Linked DNA regions of Anas platyrhynchos: region 2 is linked to region 1. Evidence: chromatin contacts called from public Hi-C data. All regions are on one chromosome and are shown on one strand. The core of a region is the stretch at or near the end of the contact, and the rest is flanking DNA. Distances in the headings are between cores, read along the strand shown.

Region 1 (4,622 bases), core at 1,116-3,615:
GGAGGCTGGAGGGCACCCGGCCGTGTCGGGGCCTCCTCCTCCTCCTCCTCCTCCTCTCCTCCGCATGCTTTTGTCCGAGCCCAAGGTCGGGCAGGGAGAATTGGAGCACAACAGGGGCACGGGGGGGCCGCGGCTGGCTGCGGGCTGCCCGCAGGGTGGTGGCCGCCAGCACCCTCGGGGACATCCCGACCCCACAGATCTGGGGATTGGGGTGCTCCCCGCGCTGTTCCCCTTTTTCTCTCCTCTTGGCTCTTGGGATGGCCCCAGGAGGGTCCCAGCTCGGTCACATCGTGCGCCGGGCACCGTGGGCCACATCCTGCCCATCCCAGAGACATGCACCCGGCGGGGCTGGGGCTGTGTAATCAAGGCGAGCGCTAATTGCCCCGTGATTCCCCTCTTGGCCTCCCATCCGCTGGCGGCCTCCCGGTGACGATCCCGGTCCCAAACCCGTGGTTTTTGTGGGACGTTTTCCTGCCAGGGCCGCCTGCAGCCCCCTTATCAGCGGGTGCCCTGCGCCCTCAGCGCCACCCATGCCTCGTGGCTCCCCTTCTTTGACGCGCGATCTCCTAATTAATAACCAGCCCTTTGAAAAGCGGAGCGCAAACAGTAATTAATTCCCCGCCAGGTAGGTAATTAACAGCGACGACTCCCATTTTACCGCCGGGATCCGGCACCGTGCGCCCGCGGGGCCGCTCCGCACCACCGGGGGTGGCACCAGGGGTGGTGGCACCGGGTGCTGGGTGTCCCCGCGGCCACCCCCGGCCAGGGGGGGACGAGGCCGGGTGCCTGGAGGCCACCTCCAGCCTCCATCTGGGAGGATTTTCCAGGGGTCCCCGTCCTCTGCGCCCCATCCTCGCAGCATCCCCGCGACAAAGATCCCGCTGCAAAAAATCCCTGCAATGCCCACCGAGGGCGTGCTGTGAAAAATGGGCGTTTTTAGCCTTTTTCTTTCCTTTTTCCAAGCATTTTGTGTTTGGTCATTCATTTTTCTGCCCTACAAACCCTGTTCCCGACCTGCCAAGAGCGGGCACTGGAAGTCCCCATGCTGACGTCTGCCTGCTCCGAGCCGGCAACAGCTTGCGGGCGGCTGCTGTGCCTTTACTTACGGGCCTCCTTAATTAACTTAATTAACCAGCCCGTGCTCGTGCAGAGCTGCGAGGCCCCGTGCAGCTGCCCCTGGCCTCTCTGCGGGCGCTGCCCTCAGTGCAATCCTCATCCCCGGCTGGGTGCCTGTGGAAAATGGGAAAGATGTGAAAATCACCCAAATTCGGCCAAATTCTTGCTTTTGTGTGCAGGGCAGGGCTGGGCCCTGCTTGACCAGCGCCTCGCTGGGCTCTGTGCCTGTTTCCTGATGCCTGTGGCTGGTAATGGGCTGGGGGGGCACTGAGCAACATGCACCGGGCACTGGGCACCGTGCACCAGGTACCGGGCAGCACGCAGCATGCACCGAGCACCATGCACAGGGGCACCATGCACTGAGCACCATGCACAAGACACCATGCACAGAGCACTGAGCACCATGCACCGAGCACTGTGCAGTGGTCAGCATGCACTGAGCACCATGCACAGGGCACTGTGTACTATGCACTGTGCACCATGCACCATGCACTGTGCACTGTGCACCATGCAGTGGTCAGCATGCACCAAGCACCATGCACTGAGCACCATGCACAGGACACCATGCACAGAGCACCAAGCACCATGCACCGAGCACCGTGCAGTGGTCAGCATGCATTGAGCACCATGCACAGGGCACTGTGCACCATGCACCGAGCACCAAGCACCATGCACTGAGCACCATGCAGTGGTCAGCATGCACCGAGCACCGTGCCCTGAGCACCGAGCAGCGGCCGCTCCCCATTTCTGCACCCTGCTTCAAAGCGACAACAGTGGGGGTGGCCGTGCAATTACCCCCCCTAATCAAAGCAGTGCCAAATCGGGGTGTGGCGTTGCGCCCCCCCCCAAAAAAAAATAATAAATCAATCAATTAAAAAAATCGCCCCCCACCCATTTAATTATTTATTTATTTGTGTATTTGTTCCGCTGGGGGGGGGGGAGGTTGGGAGGGGGGGGGGGAGGGCGCGCGCGCGCGCCGGGCGGGGCGGGGCGGGGCGGGCGCGCGCCGGGGCGGGGCGCGAGGAGGGAGGGGGGGGAGGGAGGAGGAGGAGGGGGCGGGGCCGGCGCGCGAGGCGGGGAGGCGCGGCGGGGGCCAATCAGGGCCGCGCGCTCGGAAAGTTTCCTTTTATGGCGAGGCGGCGGCGGCGGCGGCCGGTATAAAAGGCGGGGCGCGCGGCGGGCGGGAGTCGCTGCGAGCTCTGCCTTCGCCCCGTGCGCCCGCCCGTGCCCCGCTCCCGCCGCCCGCCCGCCTCTGACCGCGCAACTCCCCGAAGGTGAGGGGGGACCGGGGGGTAAAAGGAAAGGGGTGTGTGGGGGGGGGTGTAGGGGGCCCTCGCCTCGCTGGCGGTGGGGTTTTGGGGTCGGTATCCGTGGGATCTGCTCGGGGGTGGAGGGGGGTGAGGGGTCTGGGTAGTGCTGTGGAGGGGGGGGTGTGTGAGGAGAGGAGCGCTGAGGCGCTTTGGGGTGCTGAGGGGGGTGGTGGAGGTGTGAGGGGGGCTTTATGGTGTGCCCCCCCCTCTCCTAACGTGGTGTGTGCGGTTAATCCGCCTCCTAAGAGGATTTGTGGCGGTGGGCTGGGGCGTGGGGCTTTGTCTGCTCAGGGCTGCCCCCCCCCCGGCCCTGCTATGGCTGTGTGTGAGGGGATGGGGGGGGGGGGCGACTCCCCTCAGCACCCCTTGTGGGGTCGAGGGGCGATTCCCCTCATCCTGGTGGGGTCAGGATGGGCAGTGTCCCCTTGTAGGGACTGGGGGGGGGGCACGTTCCCCTTGTGGGGACAGGGGGGCGGCTCCCTCAGCACCCCCATGCAGAAAACGGGTGGGTTTCTCTGTGTGTGGGGGGGGGTGTGGGCGGCTCCCCGTTACGAGGGGCGCTCTGGAACAAAGGGAAAAAAGGAGGGGGGGGGGGAAGAGGAGAAGCCCCCCGTGTGCAGGGCAGGGCCGGCACCACTCGGGCACATGTCCCAGGAGCCGCCCCCGGCCGGCACCGCCCGCAGGCAGAGCCAGGGCTCGGCTCCCTGCACCCCCCCACCCCGGTACCCCCCGGGGCCGAGCCCGCTTCCCTGCCCCTTCCCGAAGCCGGGAGCTCGGCGGCTGCCTCCTGGAAGCCGCCCCCCGGAGGTGTGCGGGCAGCTTGGGCGTGACGGGATGAAGAGGAGGAGGAGGAGTGGGGGGAGGCAGGGAGGGTGGTGAGTGCCCCCTCCCCAGGAGGTGGCAGCCCCCAAAGAGGGTGGGGGGGTGGGGAGTGGCCGTGGGGCTCCCCGGGGCTGGGGAGGGGTCGGGGGAGTGGCTGGCGGCGGCCCCCCGAAAGCTGGCGGCTGGCGAGGAGCAGCGAGCTGCAGCCTTATTGCCTTTTATGGTAATAATGCGAGAGGGCGCAGGGACTTCCTTTGTCCCAAATCTGTGCGCTGCCGAAATCTGGAAGGCGCCGCACCCTCTAGCGGGCGCCGGGCGAAGCGGTGCAGGCTCTGGCAGGAAGGAAATGGGTGGGGAAGGCCTCCGAGGCATCGCAGAGCCCCGCACATGAGCCCTGTACACCGCTGGCTCTCCCCTCTCTGGCTGCTGCCTCCAGGGGCGATTCCCCCTGCAGGATGGGGTTTGGTTGCTGGTGTGTGGCCGGCGGTGCTCACGTTCCATCTCTCTTCTTCCGCAGCCAGCCATGGATGATGATATTGCTGCGCTCGTTGTTGACAATGGCTCCGGTATGTGCAAGGCCGGTTTCGCCGGGGACGATGCCCCCCGTGCCGTCTTCCCATCCATCGTGGGTCGCCCCAGACATCAGGTACGATGTGGCTGGGGTGCTGCTTCCAGACAATGGAGAGGACCTTTGGTGAAATCATTTCTGCTAAAGGCAGCGAGCTGCAAGAAGCCCTTTTATTTCCTATGTGGCACAAGAGGCTTCTGCACTGCAACAGGAACTGGCTGAGTGCACAGCCTCCTGTGGAGCCTTCATGCAGCATGCGTTGGAGCTGCTGACTGAATGATTTTTCTGACACAAGAGGAACAGTAATTATAGAGATGTGGCTTTGGAAAAATGTTACTTGCCTAACAGGGCTTGTCCTTCGGTTAAACTTCATGCTTTTTCTTTGTTGTGCAGGGTGTGATGGTTGGCATGGGCCAGAAAGACAGCTATGTTGGTGATGAAGCTCAGAGCAAAAGAGGTATCCTGACCCTGAAGTACCCCATTGAACACGGTATTGTCACCAACTGGGATGACATGGAGAAGATCTGGCACCACACCTTCTACAATGAGCTGAGAGTAGCCCCTGAGGAGCACCCTGTGCTGCTCACAGAGGCTCCCCTGAACCCCAAAGCCAACAGAGAGAAGATGACACAGGTGTGTAGAACTCCTGAGCTTGGAGCTACAGCAGATGTTGCTGCAGGCCAGCTCTCCTCTTCCATGTTGCCCTCTCTCTGCCTTCACCACTGTTCTCCCTTTTTGCCATCTTTGCAGGGTTTTCCTTTCCTGACCTGAGTCTCCTCTTTGCTGGACCTTGACAGGTTTTGTTT
Region 2 (4,622 bases), core at 1,305-3,804, 49 kb before region 1:
TGTGCAGTGTAAGTCAATAATCCAACCTTTTGATAAGGTAACCCCCGAAGGTAACTAATCTCCATCCTCGCCTCGTTCCAGCTTTACAGAAGCGCTCGCTACTTGCAGGCTTTAAATTTTTCCTATTTAATTACTGAGAGTCTCGGTAATCTTTGCTAGGTCCTGGGTTTGGACTGGAAGGCACGCATCCGAAACTGAACATCGGGTGGAGGTCTGCACCCAAATTCTCCTCCTGCCAGAGCTTCCCAGTGGTGCTTGCCTGAACCAGAGCGTGGGGAAGAATGGATGAAGCCTGATGTTATTTAGGGCAGCGACAGCCATCAGTGGGATTCATGGCAATCCGCCTTGGTCCGGGGTTGGAACAAAAGGGATGGCCTCTGCTGGGTGAACGTGAGCATCCAGCAGACCCCATCTCATGGAGCCTGGCCTGACAGCAGCGATACAACACAAAAATATTTTGCTGTCGTGGTCAGATCATGGCAGAAATTGCTGCTGCTCCTTAGGAGTTCCTGCTGGTTCTTAAACAGGTCCCTGGAGAGGAGGTGGCTTGTATTTTTATTTTATTTGTTTGTCTTTTACAGAAGGCAGCCTTGCAGCAGCTCTGGTTTGCAGGCTAGCCATGCCATGCAAATTGTTGAACAGGGCATTTAGTTAAATTGGTGCTACAGAGAAGCAGGGGAGGGGAACCAAGCTTTCTGCTCAGTGTTTGCAAGTGTAGCAGAAAGGGAACTACTTCATTTGGGATTTCACAATGTAAAGCCTTGCAGCTCTTCTTCCTGTCTCACTTCTGTTCAGATGAGCCTTTTTCGGAGTGACGCCGGAACCTTGCAAATGTTTTGGTGTTCGAGAGCTGGATTTTTGTCTCATTTTCCCAGCCTCCTGCCTCGTCTCACATGATTGCGTGGAAGCGAGCCTGTCTTGCTGGATTACCAGCTTTTGTTTCGGGGCCAGGCAGGGTGGAGAGGCTCCCCTTGGAAGCGCTCGCTCAGTTTAGCTTTATTTTAGGCAGATCCAAGATGTTCCTCCTCTTATCCCAAAGTGCTTCCGACCGCTGCGTTTTTCCGAGACTACTAAAAATGCGAATCAAAAGGGATTATAAGACTTAAGTGAAAACTAAATTACAGATTCAATGATTCTTCTAATTAGGAGACAAAAGTGTCCTGAGCTGGCCCTTGTTTGGCAGGGTACTGCGGCACCACTGCTTGAACCTGCCTGTCCTCCTGCAGGACGTAGCTCGGCCGATGGGTTTGGTGAAGACTGGACGGGTCTGGGTGTGAGCCCACACGGTGTGGGATATCCTCGGGTGGCCCTGGCCCCTGTGCCATGCTCCTTGCACCCCCAGGTGGGTTTGTGTGGTGTGCAGGGCCCCTCGGTCGTTCCTGTATCACTCCAAACCTCACAAATTGAAGGCTGGTGTGTTCCTGCCTGCAAAACACCCACAGTTGTTTACTGGGATGTGAGGGCATGCGTATGGCAAGGGTTGAAGTTGGTCTTTTTCACCATATGGGTAAGAGACTTTTTGGGTGTTGCACCCCCAGATTTTGGGTCTTGTTTGTCTCAGCCTTCCCTGAAAGCTGCTCCACTTCAGTGTCCTGCGCCTGGGGGGGCTTCAGAAACCCTTTAGGGCTTCAGAAACCCTCCTGAAGCTGCACTTTTGGGGTTTCTCTTGCCACCTCTGCACCAAAGGGAAACCCATGCCCAGCCGGGGTTGGTCTGGACTCGTGGGTGCTTTGGGTACAACAGGAGGCAGTGAAAATGTCAGCTGGGGGCTCTGAAAGAGGAATTGGTCAGCTGCCTGCACACTTATTTCCTTGGTTAGTTCTTAATGCCTTACTCGGCTTTACCGCAGCGCATGCTCATTTGTTTAGTGTCTGTTTTTCTTTTTTTTTTTACCAGGTGCTCGAATAGCTTTTGTTCTGTGGGAGGAAGCCCAGTGCCTGGCTGCACTGGAACATCAGGTCCAACATCTCCCACCACGCTGCACTGCCTGGTGCTTTGAGGCTTTCAAAGCCTTGCCCAGCACCCTGCGTGTCCACGCAGCACCCCTTCGAGCCAGGGTGTTCCAGCAGGCTGTGCTAGCACGGGGCCCCCCAGCTTTGATTTTACCACTGGCTTATTTTAGGGTAGCAAACGAGTTGCAGCTGGCTTGGTGTCACACTGGTGAGTCTGGGAGATGGAGGTGAGCACTTCAGAGGGCCGTTCTCACCATTTTCACTCTCTGCCATAAGCACTGTCTGCCTGCTGTGCTGTGCAGATCAAATTTTGGGGCTTTGAAAGTGCTTTCTCTTAGCCTCTGCATGGAGAGGAACAGGTAAGAGGCAACTCTCCCATGCAGGCATTAAAACAAAAAAGTTGTACAAACTTCTGAGATTTCAAGGAGGCCAAGTATCATTTTGTTCTCATCTTCCTGCAGTTCTGTACCCTTGCTGGTTCTCTGCGTTGTCTGCTTTGAATTGTGCTTTTTTTTTGTTTTGTTTTTGTTATGGCTAGCTTAAATCTAGGAGCAGCTTACTTGCGGGGTTTCCCCTTGCTCAAGGTTAATTTCCCTGGCAAAGCAAGCTGTACTCGCACAGTTTCTGAGAGTTTGTTTTGCCAGCATAGCCACCCTGCTCAGAAAGCTCACATTTTTCATCCCTTGCAAGTGTTACAATGACCTGGGATGTTAACTTATGCTGTAAGCAAAGGGTACTGTTGAAAATAAGGCTCTAAATGGGAAAAGAAGCGTGCTAATGCTGCTGAATTACGCTCCGAATTGCCATATTGCACAGGCTCGTTAAAAGTGGTCGTAGGTATGTTACATAAACCTGGGCCTCCACGCAACTGCTGCTGGAGGAGAGGACATCTGGAAACGAGGTCCTGGTGTGATCCTTTCCTAGCACAAAATCTGGGAGCTGGGAAGGGGAGAGAGACCAAAGAGATGAGCAGGACAGCCGGCTCTGGAAGAGGTCTGCAGTTGTTGCCCCAGAAAGCAGTGGGGAGGGATCGGTGTCCAGGGCAGGGCGATAGGGGATTTGTTTGTCTTGTGGTGGTGTAAGAGGGAAGTTTCAAAATTAACTCCAGGGATTGTTCCTCCTCGTGGCCTTACAATGCTTCATTAGCAGCTATCTCTGCGAACAAGGTGCCTTGCTTTTGTACCACCTTCGCCATCGCGTTATCTCTGGGTGCAGCCCCTGAGTTATCCTGAAAAAAATCAGGCTGCTTATCTTGCAAGCTAAATCTGGTCCAGTCCCGAGGTCGGCATTGTTCCACTAAAACCACAGTCATTGTTACTTAGCCCTGCTAGATTTCATGATCTGGACTTCGAGCAATTGGAAACAGCATCGCTGTTTTGCTGTGCGCAGGCTTAAATGGACAACCTCTTAGATCTCCTCTGCTGGGTGGAGTAAGGCAATCTGCAGCGGGGGGGAGATGCAGGAGGGTCAGCTGCTGAGAGCTTTGAACCAGTTTAATTATTTACTTTGGCTGGGCAGGCGCACAGCTGATACCTGCAATCAGTCCTGCAGATCTGAAGGCTGGTTACCAGCTCCACGAGTGACTCCTGTAGCAGGTACTGAATTTCTCTGCCTTCCTGCCCTAGCAGAGAGTGCTGCAACTTGAGGTCTGTGGGTTTAAACGTCTTCAGCGTGAGGTCACAGCCTATATTTAACCCACCTTTATAAAGTGATCAAGCAGTGGCTTCCTCCAGCTGCCTTGGGTTGCTGGATGAGCACCGTGCAAGGTGCCTGAGCCACTCCACCGGGCTGTCCCCAAATTTCTCTGCTTGGAGAGCTGCTGGATCCTGCCCAGAGGCAGGGGATAGCTTTTGAAAAAAATGTTGTTTTCAGGGGTGAAGCTTACCTGTACAATAAACACTTTTTTCTTAGCTTAGGGAAGGGATCCTGGTGAGATGAAGGAGTGATGCGAATGCTCCAGCGCCCATTCGTGCAGCCGTCCTGCTGCCTGGGACCTGTGGTGCATTCCTCACATCCATGGGGCTTAAAAGGAAGGAGCTTTGAATCAGAACTAATTCTTTCAAATATCAGTAGTGGAATTCTTTAAACTCTGGTACAAAATGACATTAAACCATGTTTGTTCTCAGCAGCAGAGCCGTGCCTCTGGTTGTGTTACGGTAAGCGAGCAGTTCCTCGTGCTCGCAGTTTCCTCTCTGACCAGCAGCAGGGTGTTACTGGTGCCCAGCAGCACTTCTGGTGTGAAGCTGCGGGTATTTTGGTTCTGTACGTCTCTAACTACTGCAGCCAAAGCACCGGGTTATCCAGCCCTTTAAAGCTGAGCTCTGGGGAGGGGAAGAAGCTTGCTTTGCTTTCCTTTGCGTTTTGGGCATCGCACGTCTCCATTGTCTTAAAGGTAGGGGGGGTTGTGATATATTTCATTTAACAAAAACATGTGAAACAGGAGGCGTTGGTTGGAGTTGTCATTTTTGGTAACTCGGTTTAATACATGGCTGTAAAAGCTTTGACCAGCACTGTTAATGAGCGTCAGGAATCAATGTGGATTTTCCTTATCCCCGGCCCCTGCAGGTCTCCAGTTAGGTTTTCACGCTGCCCCATTCACACAGACTACTCCAAGGCTTCCTTTCCCCTCCCAGAACAAATCATGGCTGTGCTGAGGAGACGTCACATTTT

What was found. A called contact is a pair of places that touch in the nucleus more often than the background predicts.
Region 2: a Hi-C map of small yellow follicle shows a contact between it and region 1, with 2.1 times the contacts expected there. The contact joins the enhancer-like site here to the promoter of ACTB in region 1. A contact is called at or near these places in 4 of 8 Hi-C or Micro-C datasets (liver, skeletal muscle, small yellow follicle and 1 more).

Annotation. Positions count from the first base shown.
Region 1 is chr15:16,373,055-16,377,676 of IASCAAS_PekinDuck_T2T, reverse strand. ACTB (actin beta) reads left to right here and starts at 2,365. Exons shown (of 6, transcript NM_001310421.1): 1 at 2,365-2,390; 2 at 3,766-3,894; 3 at 4,210-4,449. The coding sequence starts at 3,772.
Region 2 is chr15:16,422,028-16,426,649 of IASCAAS_PekinDuck_T2T, reverse strand. The region is part of intron 13 of RNF216 (ring finger protein 216); the gene reads left to right. Among named protein-coding and RNA genes, the nearest start is that of FSCN1, 33 kb to the right of the region's middle. Within about 2 kb of position 2,554, at least 5 of the 8 cell types and tissues checked have an H3K27ac peak or open chromatin away from gene starts, as enhancers often do. A contact at or near this core is called in small yellow follicle, where this site is marked.